Regions from separate parts of the Mus musculus genome. Here region 1 is linked to region 2. The links are chromatin contacts, called in public HiChIP or PLAC-seq maps. All regions are on one chromosome and are shown on one strand. Each heading gives the region's core, a stretch centred on a gene start, on an enhancer-like site or on the middle of the called end of the contact. The rest is flanking DNA. Distances are from core to core; before and after follow the strand shown.

Evidence for each region. HiChIP or PLAC-seq counts read pairs in DNA pulled down with a chosen protein or histone mark.
Region 1: an H3K4me3 HiChIP or PLAC-seq map of fetal liver shows a contact between it and region 2, with 4 times the contacts expected there. The contact joins the promoter of Slc25a47 here to the promoter of Dlk1 in region 2. A contact is called at or near these places in 3 of 39 promoter capture datasets (hippocampal neurons, pre-B cells and stem cell-derived epiblast-like cells), 2 of 115 datasets of contacts at active chromatin or transcription factors (fetal liver and pancreatic cancer cells) and 1 of 9 other capture datasets (embryonic stem cells).

Annotation. Positions count from the first base shown.
Region 1 is chr12:108,848,454-108,854,593 of GRCm38.p6, reverse strand. It overlaps Slc25a47 (solute carrier family 25, member 47), which reads right to left and starts at 3,465. Exons shown (of 6, transcript NM_001012310.2): 1 at 3,387-3,465; 2 at 1,202-1,245; 3 at 820-891; 4 at 196-378. The coding sequence starts at 3,414.
Region 2 is chr12:109,450,867-109,456,918 of GRCm38.p6, reverse strand. Dlk1 (delta like non-canonical Notch ligand 1) reads right to left here and starts at 3,464. Exons shown (of 5, transcript NM_010052.5): 1 at 3,193-3,464; 2 at 1,871-1,934; 3 at 1,296-1,426. The coding sequence starts at 3,259.

The DNA.
Region 1 (6,140 bases), core at 2,216-4,715, 600 kb after region 2:
TTTCCTCCCCTCCACTAGAGTATACTGGGAGGGAGCCTAGCCCATCCCAGACAGCCTCCTAGTTCCTCTCCACAGTCCTCATGCCCTGCAGGGTCTAACTTGTCAGAGCCTCAGTCCTTATCCCATCTGGAAGGTGATGATCCAGACTCTCTGGGAGCCTCCAACACCCTTCCACCCTCAACTGCCTCCACTCACCCGGACAAGACCAGAGGCACATCCTGAGAGTGTGATATCAGCCTTGGTGGGCTTGGCGTCCGTGCTGCCGTACCGGAAGCGGCAGATGTGAGCCAGGCAGTGGTGGTAGGTACCAAAAGATACAGACGACACCAGGGACACTGTGCACACGGGCAGTGAGAGGCCCCTGTAGAAGCCCCACACCTGAGGGATGGAGACCAAGTAAGGACTGGATCCAGCCAAGAGAAAATGCCCTGGCTCTGAGATTGCCCAGACCAGGGCCTCCAGACTTGGGGGTCTCAGGACTTGGTGATGTTTGAGGTCAGGTAAGGGGTTGAAGAGACAACTGCCTGGCCATAATGATGGAGCCAGCGTGATATTCAGCTAACCCCTGCCTGCCCCAAGCCCCAAGATCACTTGTATAGTTTCCTGGAAAACCTCCTGGATGGGCTCCTCCCAGGCCTCAGAAACGCAATTACCCCTGTCCTCTCCCCTGGATCTTTACCCTATCAATATACCAGGTGCTCAAGCTTTGGGCCTCGGAGGGACCACTGGACAGGGCACAGTTACTGTGTCCACAGGCTAAGGCTGAAGGGGAAAGGCATCCCTAGCAAGTGCCACCATATCATCGGGCCCCATCCCTACCCGCTCTTGACGATACGTGTCCCGGATGCAGTGCCAGATGCCTGCGTATTTGGCCTCCGTCTGGATTCTGACCTGCAGGAGAGGAAGAAGGTTTCGGGAAGGGCTGGCATAAAGTCAATAGAAGCCCTGGTTCTGCCCTTGATGGTGACACATGCTGTTGTAGACTGAGTGGGGACAGCGAGCTCCTTCTAGAACAAGGCACAGGATGAGAAAGATGGAGAGTCCCAAGGGCCGTAGGGAACCATCAATAGTATTAGAGTAAGGTGGGGGGTGGGGGGAGAAGGCGGGGAGGCTAGGTCCTCTTAGCATCCTAACTGATGACCAGAGCTGGGTACCAGAGACACTGAGCACAATCTAAGCCAAGGCAGGGCCTTTGCTGTACCTTCACTGTATCCAGAGGGTAGCCCACAGCAACACCGCAGACTCCTGCAAGGCAATGAGAGGGACCCATGAAGCAGCAGGAGGTGGCCCTGTCAGCAGTGAGAGCCTATCCCAAGGAACGGAGGAGGTAGCCTCAGGTAAGCCCCTCTCCCCCACCTCCAGCTGACCCTGCCTGGGCTCCTCCTCTCTACATCCTTTGTTTTGCAGGTGAGTAACTGTGGCTCAGGATGCACCTACCAAGCTCGCTAGACACTCCCTACCCTGGCCCAACAGTGGCTATTCCCAATGGCCATGCCAAGGACAGACATTCCTCCGCCTCCCCTCTGACATCACATTTTGGGAGAACACCTGGCTCCGCTCTGGCTAACCCTGTCTCTGAGCCACGTAAACTTTGCCCTCAAGCCTCAGTGTTTGTGTGGAAGATGGGGGCAGACACCCCCACATCCCAGGGTTCGGGGAGAGGCACATGCTGAACACAGGTCAAGGCGGCAGCCCAGACCCCTGCCCTGGACGTTGCCTGGAACTGAAGGTGAGTGTGGGACAGTGTGCACCGCTGCTGTGGTGGCATAAACCCCCCCCCCCAAGAGGCCCACGTGTGAGAGGTGGCAGAGCCTGCGGGAGGTCTTTAAGCCACTGGGGGTCATGTCTCAGGAGATTACACAATTGCAACTCCTTGCCATCTGGCTCTCTGTACAACAAAACTGCCTACCATTGCCCTCTAAGCACCCACACAGACCCAGGCAGTGGGCCGCCTGGTGGTCAGAGCCTCGGGCCTGCCACTAAGTAACCATTCCCTGGTCTGAGTGGGTTGGTTACCTGAGGACAGTGGACACAGCTGCTAACTCGTCTTGCAGAGAGGCTGATAATGCCAACCCTGGCTTTGGACCAGGAGATCTACGATGCCTTCCTTGCCCCTCTGCTACTTCTAGAACCAGGGCCTCCATAATACAGCCAGCACAACCTTTGAAGAAACTCAGGGGCCAGTGAAGTGCTTGGGCTTTCTACCCCAGGGTAAAGATCCTAAGGATATTTAATCCTAGCACTTGGGAGGCAGAGACAGGCGGATTTCTGAGTTCAAGGACAGCCTGGTCTACAGAGTGAGTTCCAGGACAGCCAAGACTATACAGAGAAACCCTGTCTCGAAAAAAAAACAAAAACAAAAGATCCTAAGGATGGCAAGACCCATGGGCTAGCAGAAGAGGGAGTTCCTAGGGGCAGGATATAAAGCAAGTGCCTGACAGGAGGCTCCGATACATCTCTTAAACACTTTACCAACTCCTATCCACCCTCAAAGCCATCCTCTCTTAGGCCTCCTTTCTGTGCCTCCGCCCAGAAACATGCTGATCAGGGTCTGCGTCCCATGGCCTTGTTGCTAGGCCCCATATTCCATGGCCTCCTCTAGATCTAGAGTTCTTCAAGGACAGGCTTGGGTCCAAGTCCCTAGGACCGGGGACCCAGGCCCAGCACAGAGCAAGGATTCTCCTGACTAGGACCTTTCCTGTGGCTATAAGGAGGATGTGGCTTCCATGTGACTTCCTGTGACACCAACACTCAGGGGAGCAGCCAGCCTCAGGATGGTGTAGGTCAAGACCCTGGCAGCAGAGCCAAGGCCAGGAGCCATCCTCCCTGAAGCTGAAGCTGGGACTCTCTTTCCTTTCTAGCCCCCAGGCTGTTCCCAGCAGTGAGAAACAGCCACCCACAGCTATCTATTTCACAATAGCTGCAGGGCCAAGGGTGCCTCACTCAAAGTAGCCTCACAGCCTGAGGATCAATGGTGCTCACAGGGAGTCCAGCAGGCAGCCACCTCTGAGGGAGACAGTTTCAGCCGCAGGGGAGCTAGATGTTAGCAGTAGGCCTCAGTGGGCCAGAGAACCATCCGGCTGGGCCTGCTTGACATCTAGCCCCTGCTCCCTGCGAACAGAACTCCTGGGTACACAATTCTTCCCTGGAACCTTCTGTCTCTCCCCAGGACTCCAGCCATCTCAGCCCACAGGGTCAAGTTCCTGCTCCCAAGCCAGGAATCTCTAGACTGGCTCAGCCTCCTGCCTGATCTTCAAGGCTATGTGGTCCGTGCCCATGGATCTGCTCAAACCCTGACTGCACAGGGCTGCCACACACATACACACACACAAGCACACCACCCCAACCCTCCCCAGCCCCTGCGCCCCTCTATCCAAGTCTTATACCTCCAATGGCCCCAGCAACAAAATCCATGGACAGCACAGAAAATGAGAAGGTTTCCGGTGTTACTGCCAATGCCACACTGGCCGGCTCCTACAAATCCTGCAGATCTTAAATACCTGTGAGCAGAGGCGGAGCTAGGGCTGTTTAACAGGCTATTTTGATGCCCACACTCACATGCCCCACAAGGTTCGGGGTGCCAATGACCCGAGCATCGGGAAAGCATGTGAGAGGTCATGGGAGGTAGCCAGCTCCCAGACCTAAGTCTGCCTCTATCCCCAGACTCAGATTAGGCCGGGCTTCCTACTGCTTATGGTGATGGCATAAACAGTGGTCCCTTCGGAGATGTACCCCACTTTACATGTCACCTCCAGCCCTAAAAGGGAGGGAAAGCAAAAGCCTGTTCTCATCATGGAACCACCAAAACCCCAAAGGGGACTTGCCTGAGGCAGGCACTACCTAAGAGCCAATCTATTTGATGGCGGCCAGCCGATGCAGAAAGTGCAGCCTTGTCTCTATGGCTACGGCTGCTAGTTCAGTTCAGGGGCTCAAAGACGCAGGCTGCAGCCCTACAGGGGGCCTTCGAGCCAGAGAGCTGCCAAATGAAGGGAAGGGGCATGCTGACATGGGGCATTCTGCAGTTCTGTCTGAATGACCCTCAGGGCAGGGCATCAGGAGGCCACGTGTCCACCTGTTTTTCTGTTCTCCGTAGGCTGGCCTTGAACAGGCTGGTTTCAAACTAGGGATGACCCCTCGCCCTGACAGTTTGTCTATGTTTAGACAAGTCGTCAGTGCTGGCTGCCACGGCAGAGGGCAGAGGGCAGAAGAGGCCAGAAAGCATCCTGTCCAAGGCCAACCTCGATGTCCATCCTGGCCTGTGCAGGGGCATGGCTCAGCATCTGGTTGGAAGTTGACACTGCCATCTGGCTTTGTGACATCTGGCTTTGTGACAAGATCTTTGAGCTCCCTATAACCTCTGCTTCTGCACCCACAAAATCTGTGCACACACAGAGCAAGCTCCAGCTGGGTTCCTGCAGAATCGCCAGCCAAATTCATTAACAGAAGGTCGAGAGGGAGACGATGGGTTGTCGCTCTAGAGAGGAAGCTGAGCCAGATGTTACACTCAAGAAGCTAGGACCTCGGATAATGAGGGAACCTAAAACACACTATCCACCTAAGAGGACCGAGCCCCTTCAGTCCCATATTGCCAATGGTTAGGGCATCCACCCCAACAGTAGGGCCCAAGACCCCAGTTTACCCCAGACACCTTTCTCTCTCTGCCGATCTTGGTGTCTGTCCTCCATGATCTCAGTCAGGTCCAGCTGCCACTGTCCACCGACACTCCTCTAACTGTGTCATTGTTCTTGGACAGCAGCCCACCTGTCCAGGCTCCTGATGCATGCAACTAACACATGCCAGGTACCAAAGCGTAGGACTCCTCAGTAAACACAACAACCTAGTCTCTGTCCTAGAGACCTGATGTGCTGGAAGTGAAACAGAGAGCCCTTGACAGCCAGGAAAAGCCCAGAGGTGATTGCAAGGACTGGTGTGGGTCAGCAGCTGCTCCCAGCTGAACCCAGCAGCTGCTTGTCGAAGCATAGCAGCTATGACAACCCACAGGAGACTCTCAAAAGAGTGGGCCTAGTAGTGTCCTGCTATTTTTTTTTTTTTTTTTTTTTTTTAGTTTTTTCAAGACAGGGTTTCTCTGTGTAGCCCTGGCTGTCCTGGAACTCACTATGTAGACATGGCTGACCTTGAACTCAGAAATCCACCTGCCTCTGCCTCCCAAGTACTGGGATTAAAGGCATGTGCCACCATTGCCCTGTCCAGTGTCCTTCATGATGCAGGAGGCTCATGAGTCTCTTGAGGCCTCTGTCTTAGTCAGGGTTTCTATTCCTGCACAAACATCATGACCAAGAAGCAAGTTGGGGAGGAAAGGGTTTATTCGGCTTATACTTTCATACTGCTGTTCATCACCAAAGGAAGTTCAGGACTGGAACTCAAGCAGGTCAGAGGCAGGAGCTGATGCAGAGGCCATGGAGGGATGTTCTTTACTGGCTTGCTTCCCCTGGCTTGCTCAGCTTACTCTCTTATAGAACCAAGACTACCAGCCCAGAGATGGTCCCACCCACAAGGGGCCTTTCCCCCTTGATCACTATGTGAGAAAATGCCTTACAGTTGGAGCTCATGGAGGCATTTCCTCAACTGAAGCTCCTTTCTCTGTGATAACTCCAGCTGTGTCAAGTTGACACAAAACTAGCCAGTACAGCCTCTCTCTACCCTAAGAGTACCTGAAAGAGCCTTGAGCACACAATGTCAGAAACAATGGGCACCTCACCTCAATTTATAAGTCAGATTCATTGACAGTGATTTGCCAAGTAATCCTGAGTTGCCTGCTGCTGCAGCCATCAGCAATCAGAGGTAGAGAGCTCATGAGGACATAGGTGAGAGTCTGTGGAGACTGAATAAGTCTTAGGAGATGCAAGTGCAGACACGGTAGGTACAGGCCACTGGAAGAGTCAGTTTGAAGTGGGCTGTGTCATAGGCAGAGGATGCTGAAGCAGGGGACAGAGGATGAGTTCTCACTCTGGCAAAATTCCTGTGGAAAAGGCCGGGACCAAGTGACAGCCACTCAGCGTGCCTGCCCCCGTCTAGACTTGGGTGCCTCTTTTAGAGATCCAAGTGAGGGATTCCATCTTGTTTAGTTGATAAGTCCATGTCCTGGAACTCACTCTGTAGACCAGGCTGGTCTTGAACTC
Region 2 (6,052 bases), core at 2,215-4,714:
ATTTAAGATAAAGATCTGGCGACCACCATCCCCAGACTATGCCTGCTCATTCCCCCCTAAAGCCTCCCACCCCAAAGATGTGTGTGTGTGTGTGTGTGTGTGCGTGCGTGTGTGTGTGTGTGTAAATCAGCTGCTGTATGAAGAGGACCAAGGGGATTCTTTGCTTGAACTGCAGCTGTGGCCATGCAGGCAGTAAGGGAGAGAGCCAGCAATTACCCAGGGGCTATTTCCCCCCTGGGACAACCCTTGACCCCCGCCATTTCCACCCAGACAACCATGAATCTGATGGAGAGGGGCTATGCAGGCGGAAGGATCTGTGAGGAAGAATTCTGTCTGGAAAGCTGTTTGGGGTTCAGATATTTAGAATGGAGGGGTCCTACCCTAGTCAGTGGTTTTTCCTAGCACCCCCCAAACAAGTAGCTGCTGCTGCTGCTGCAGGGGCTGCAGGGGCTGCAGAGCCACGGCCTGAGCATGAGTCAGCTGCAGCAAAGCCTTCCCTCCACCTGCTAAACCACCACTCGGGAGAGGGAGACTATAGACAATTTGGGGGACCCTTGGTTTCCCTATTTGTCATTGCCAGTGTTGAGGAGACTAGCCTTCTGCCTTCTTGCTGGGATATCACCTTGGCGGGGGTGGGGGGGCACATAAACCCTTATTCCCCAGGACTTCAGTTTGCCTGGACTTGGTGGACAAGGTTTAGTAAATGAGAATGGCCCTGAAACAATGCAGCTGTCAATCTACGATGATCATATAAATTAATGACGTCAACACATAACACCAATCTGCACCTTAACCCTTTCTCAGCCTCTCCCTTGCAACACTTGAGTGATCCCCCTCCCCAATCCCATCCTCCCCTCAGCCCACCCCTCCCCTATTTGTCTGTTGGCTCCCTTTCCTTGATGTTTGAACCCTGAGACTCACCTCCCCCACCACACACACAGAGCCCCCCAACACCCCAACTCCAGCAACCTGTGCAAGAAGCCCCAGTCCATGGTCCAGCCACCCTAAGCATGGTGGGTTGTTGTTGTTTTGTTTTGTTTGTGAGTCTTTATTCAACAGGCAGTTTCCCCTCGACCCCACCTCAACTGCCCCCCCCTCAAGTTCGAGAACCTTCAGTGCTGAAGTAAACAGTATAGTGAATACATTTGAGGCCCAGCAGGAAGAGCTTATACACTATAGATCACATACTACACATAGAGAGCCTTAGGGGTTCTGGAATATAGCTCAAGGTGGGGGAAAGGGAGGGAGAGGGGACAAGGAGAAGGGGTGAGGGGTAGGCTAAGGTCAGTGCCCACCTATTTCGCAGAATTTCCCGTCCCAGCCATCCTTGCAGATGCACTGCCATGGTTCCTTGCAGACTCCATTGACACAGCCAGGGGCAGTTACACACTTGTCACAGAGGGGACCCTCCCAGCCAACATGGCACCTGTGTGGACAAAGGGGAGAGAGCGGGACACATGAGGGGAGCAGGGGTACAAAGGAGACTCCAGTTGTCTTCTGCTGTATGGAGAACATTTGGTGGTCTTTGTTGAGTCCCAGGCCAGAGGCTTCCTGGGACAAACGGCAGCCACCTGAATGGAAAACTCAGAGAAGGTGCTGAAGGGCAGAAACACAAGGGTCTTCCAGACCCCCACAAGAACCACAGTTGGTACAGTGATCTACAGTGGCCTCCCCGCCCCTGCAAGACACTCTTCTGATCCCCCTCTCTCCTGTACCCCTCCTTCTCTCCCTCCCCCCCCCCACCAGTTTTCTGCAGAAGCAAGAAAGCTGTGACGCAGTTTTTATTTGGCAAAGCACCCCCCTCCCTTTCAGCCTGGCTCCAAGGCTCCACAGACCCCACCATGGCCCCCCAAACAGTTTCCTCCATTACCTGCAGACATTGTCAGCCTCGCAGAATCCATACTGGGGGTCACAGGGTGGGTCGCATTCAGCCCCTGAGGAAGAGAAAAAAGGTACACAATTCACCCCACAAGGCCTAAAGGACACTACAGAGTCCATTTTCTCTCAAATGGCCTGGGGACCCTAAACAGGGAGTCCAAAGACCCTCTTGGGTCCTACCAACCTGGCACACAGTAGGCATTTCTCATCTGTGAATACCTACCCAGAAAAACAATTGTGCCTGCCCCTAGCCATGGGCTAAGCACAGCACACCCCTGATTCTCCAAGTGCAAAGCAGACACCTTTCTCCCCAAAGAAAATAAGAGCCCCTAGGCCCCTAAAAGTAGGAATGAGGGACAATGAAGAGGTAGCCTTTGACCCCTGGTCATTCTGTCTAGCCTCCCATTTGCAAAGTGAGCTAAAGGGAAGATTTCGAGGTCTCTGGGAAAGCCCAGACAAGCCCACCTGCCTAGCCCACAGGTGAAAGGCTAGATTTTACCCCAAGATTAACCCTAGTTAAACCAGGCAACCAAATCCTACCTCCCACGTTTCTCCTACCCCACACTGGTCACATTAAAAGAACTGCGCAATAGCTCTGCAGGGCCTCTGAGATTCCGACGCTCTTAAGGGAGTCTGACACTTTAATAGACACCTACTGTATGCATTTACTCAACCAGTTTTCGGCCTTCCCAGACAGCCTCCGACCCCCCACTCACAACTATTGGCGCATTGAGGGCTGGGGTCGCTGCGGGAAGGGGCCAACTCTCTCCTACCAAAGACAGATGGCCTCTGCAGACAGAAGTGTCGCAGCCCCTCACCTAGAGAAACACGCCACGCAAGAGGGGCTCCAGCTGTGCTCCTGTTGGAAATTAGGGACTACGACTGCAAAGTCACCCCCCCAAAGCCCCCAAGACCTATTCCTAAGCACATAAGCCGTGACAGACACCCCCAAAGTTGCACCTTAGAACGTTTTTTTTCCTTAAATAGGATACCTCCCAACGCAGTCTCTTTTTTTTTTTTTTCATACCTCCTCAATCCGAGCAACGACACCCCTCTTGAACGCCACTTCTGCCGGGCTAGAAGGGGCTGGGACCCTCCACCTCCCACAAACCCTGGGACCCCGGGATTGGGCTCAACAAGCAAGAGTGGTGCAGGGCGGATGAGGCGGGCACAGTGCAGGGCTTAGGGTTAGGCGGGACGGGCGGGACTTGGGGCGCATGGGACAGGGAGAATGGGGTGGTCGGTGGGGTGGTCGGCGGGGCATCGCAGGCTTCCCCAGAGGGGGCGCAAGCCAAACCGCCAGGGGGGGCTCACCATAGGTGCTGTGGCCGAAAGCCAGCAGGAGCAAGAGGACGCGCAGGAGGGCTCCGGTCGCGATCATCTCGGGGCGGCCTGGGTCGCGGTCCGGGGAGCGGAGGCGGTGCAGGGGCTGCTCCGGGGGCTGCGCTGGGCTTCTGGTTGCGGACCACGAAGGGGGCACGGGCGTCCAGCGGGAAGAAAGCCAGGGTTGCACCGGGGCGCACGCTGCTAAGTGCGGCTGCCGAGGAGCTGCCGCTGCGGCCCGCGCGCCGCCTTTTCGTACTGTCGTCCCCCCCCCCGCGGCCCCCGCCCACGCCCACGCCTCGCGCGCACGGGGCAGGCGCCGGCCAGTCCCGGTGACCCACCCCCTGGCGGGGCCGCCCCCCAGCGCCGCGGCGCCCGGAAGCGGCTCGAGCACGCGGCCGCACTCTTTGGCTAGACGGGTACCTGCGCACGATGGGCACGCGGTCCGCACACAGGACAGCACGCGGCTGGAGGCGGAGGCGGCGGCGCTCACACAGGCCCGCTTAGCGCAAGTCTCAGGAACCAAGCCAGGCGGGCGAAAGCCCTTGCACGCACTCAGAATACAAAAACGCTCACAGACACAGTAAGACACTTAGGGCTGGAGTCCCGCGCACACATGGCGCGGGTCAGAAGCCCAGGAGGACCCAAACGCACACCACGAAGATGTGGAAGATGCACATGATCACAGATGCACACACGAAAACCACCACGAAAAGCCGAAGCCCTCCGACGAGCCTTGCCATTGTGGAGTTTGGGGAAGGTGCAGATGCACTTGCCCCACGGACCCCCAACCCAAACACACCTTTCGGCACAGGCAAACCTTACTGCCTGTCCCTGGGGCACAGGTCACAGACCAGGGCAGCAGGAACACTGATCTGCTCCAAGCAGGGGAAGCGCCAGCTATGAAAAGACTGAGAGTCCTCCTGCCTATGCTGCCCCTCCACGCAGCCCGCCTGTAAACACAGGAGACCACTGGTAAACACCGACGACATCATGCGTCACCCCCCCCCCCCACCCCCTCCTCTCGCAGGTACCACAGTCACAGTCTGGGCCTTATCATTCTGAAACATAAAAGCACTGATTCTTTCCAACATGTACACACCTCGCAGCAACACGTATGCCCAGACCCCAAATCTGTCTCAGATTTGTGGAATCACCCAACAAACACACAAATTACACCAAAGCACACATAATCCAAATCCATCTTTGTTCACCGTGACACATGTCGACAGTTCACCAATATGTTCACCGTCAAATGCAGACAGACAGACAGACAGACAGACAGGCACACACACACACACACACACACACACACACACCCTCACTTAGTGGCTTTCAACCAGGGATGGCTTAGAGGATGGGATGGGAGTGTGTGTGTGTGTGTGTGTGTGTGTGTGTGTGTGTGGGTATTGATTCTGCCAGTGTCCCTGGGGCAATTCCTTTTTCCTGCAAGACCCCCCAGCAAGGGCTCAGTGCCTTTTACTCAGCTGAGACGCCCCCCATGCCCCATTCTGAGGCTCCAAAGGAGGAGGAGCTGAGTGAAGTGATACATTTATTGGGCCAGGGAGGTGGCTCACTGGGTAAAGGTGCTTGCAGCCAAACTTGAGTTTGATCCTTGACTCCTGCAGTTGCTCTTTGATCCCCACAGAACCCCCTTAAATAAAATGTAAATAAAGTCATTGACATAGCTCCTTTGGTAAATGGGCAAAGGTACTTGCCACCAAGCTGACAGCTTGAATTTAATCTCCAGACCCCCACACGGTAGAAGAAGAGACTAAGCTGTTGTCTTGTCTGACCACTACATGACTCTCTCTCTCTCTCTCTCTCTCTCTCTCTCACACATCTCTGTCTCTCTATATGAAAAAAGAAAACATGTAGAAAAATAAAAATCAAATAAATGTTTTAAAAATAAAATATAAATAAATAAATAAATGTTTTTTTTTTTTTAATGTGGAGGTTGAATAGATGACTCAGCAGTAAAGATCATTTTTTCCAGAAAACCCCAGGTTCAGTTCCCAGTACCCATACAGCAGCTCACCACTGATTTTAAATGCAGTTTCAAGAGCACCAGACACACATGTAGTATGCACACATATACATGTTTTAGTAAAATAAAATAAAGTATAAATAAATAAATAAAAATAAAGTCTTTTAACCTCTGAGAAAAGATGTTGGGATTTTTAGATGGGTAGTCCAGGTATTCTCAATTTGCATATAGTAATTGTCATCTACCTCTCAGAGGCTGTGAGCTTGTGTTTCTCTAGTCATGGCTTCCTTTTCCTCATTTGAGGTAGGGTGGTTAGACAAGGGACATTAACTCTTTGAACCTGGGGGGGGGTATCTTCAGCCCAAAGAGGGGAGAGCATCTGACCTTATCCAAGCAGGTTGGAAGAGTCTTGCCATCTTAGGGAACTGGAAGCTAGACAGTGGGAACCTCTCGGGCAGAAAGCAGGGGATGGGCACATGGTTTGAGTGGAGGTTGAAAGAACTGGCGGGGGGGGGTGGTAATGTTCTTTTCTTGGGCTTTCTGCAGAAACTGAATGAAGACTGGAAGAAATAGCCTCTAGGTGGACTAGCATTGGTGTGGACCTTGACCCCCTTAGGCTCCTCCTGTCTTCAGTTAATAAACTGAGGCTAACATAGCAAGTATTTATGTTGGGGGGGGGCTGTTGTTTGGATTCTCCCCCTCCAGAGTCTTTGGTTAAATGAGAGTGGCTGACAGGTGCCACTGTCCCCTCTTTGGTGATCACTGAGGTCTCCTTGGCTCTCCTTCATCTCTTCCTTCCTTCCAAACCCCCTGACCTCAGCCTCCAAAATTATCCCAAGCAGAGCAGTGCAGCAGGCAGACTGG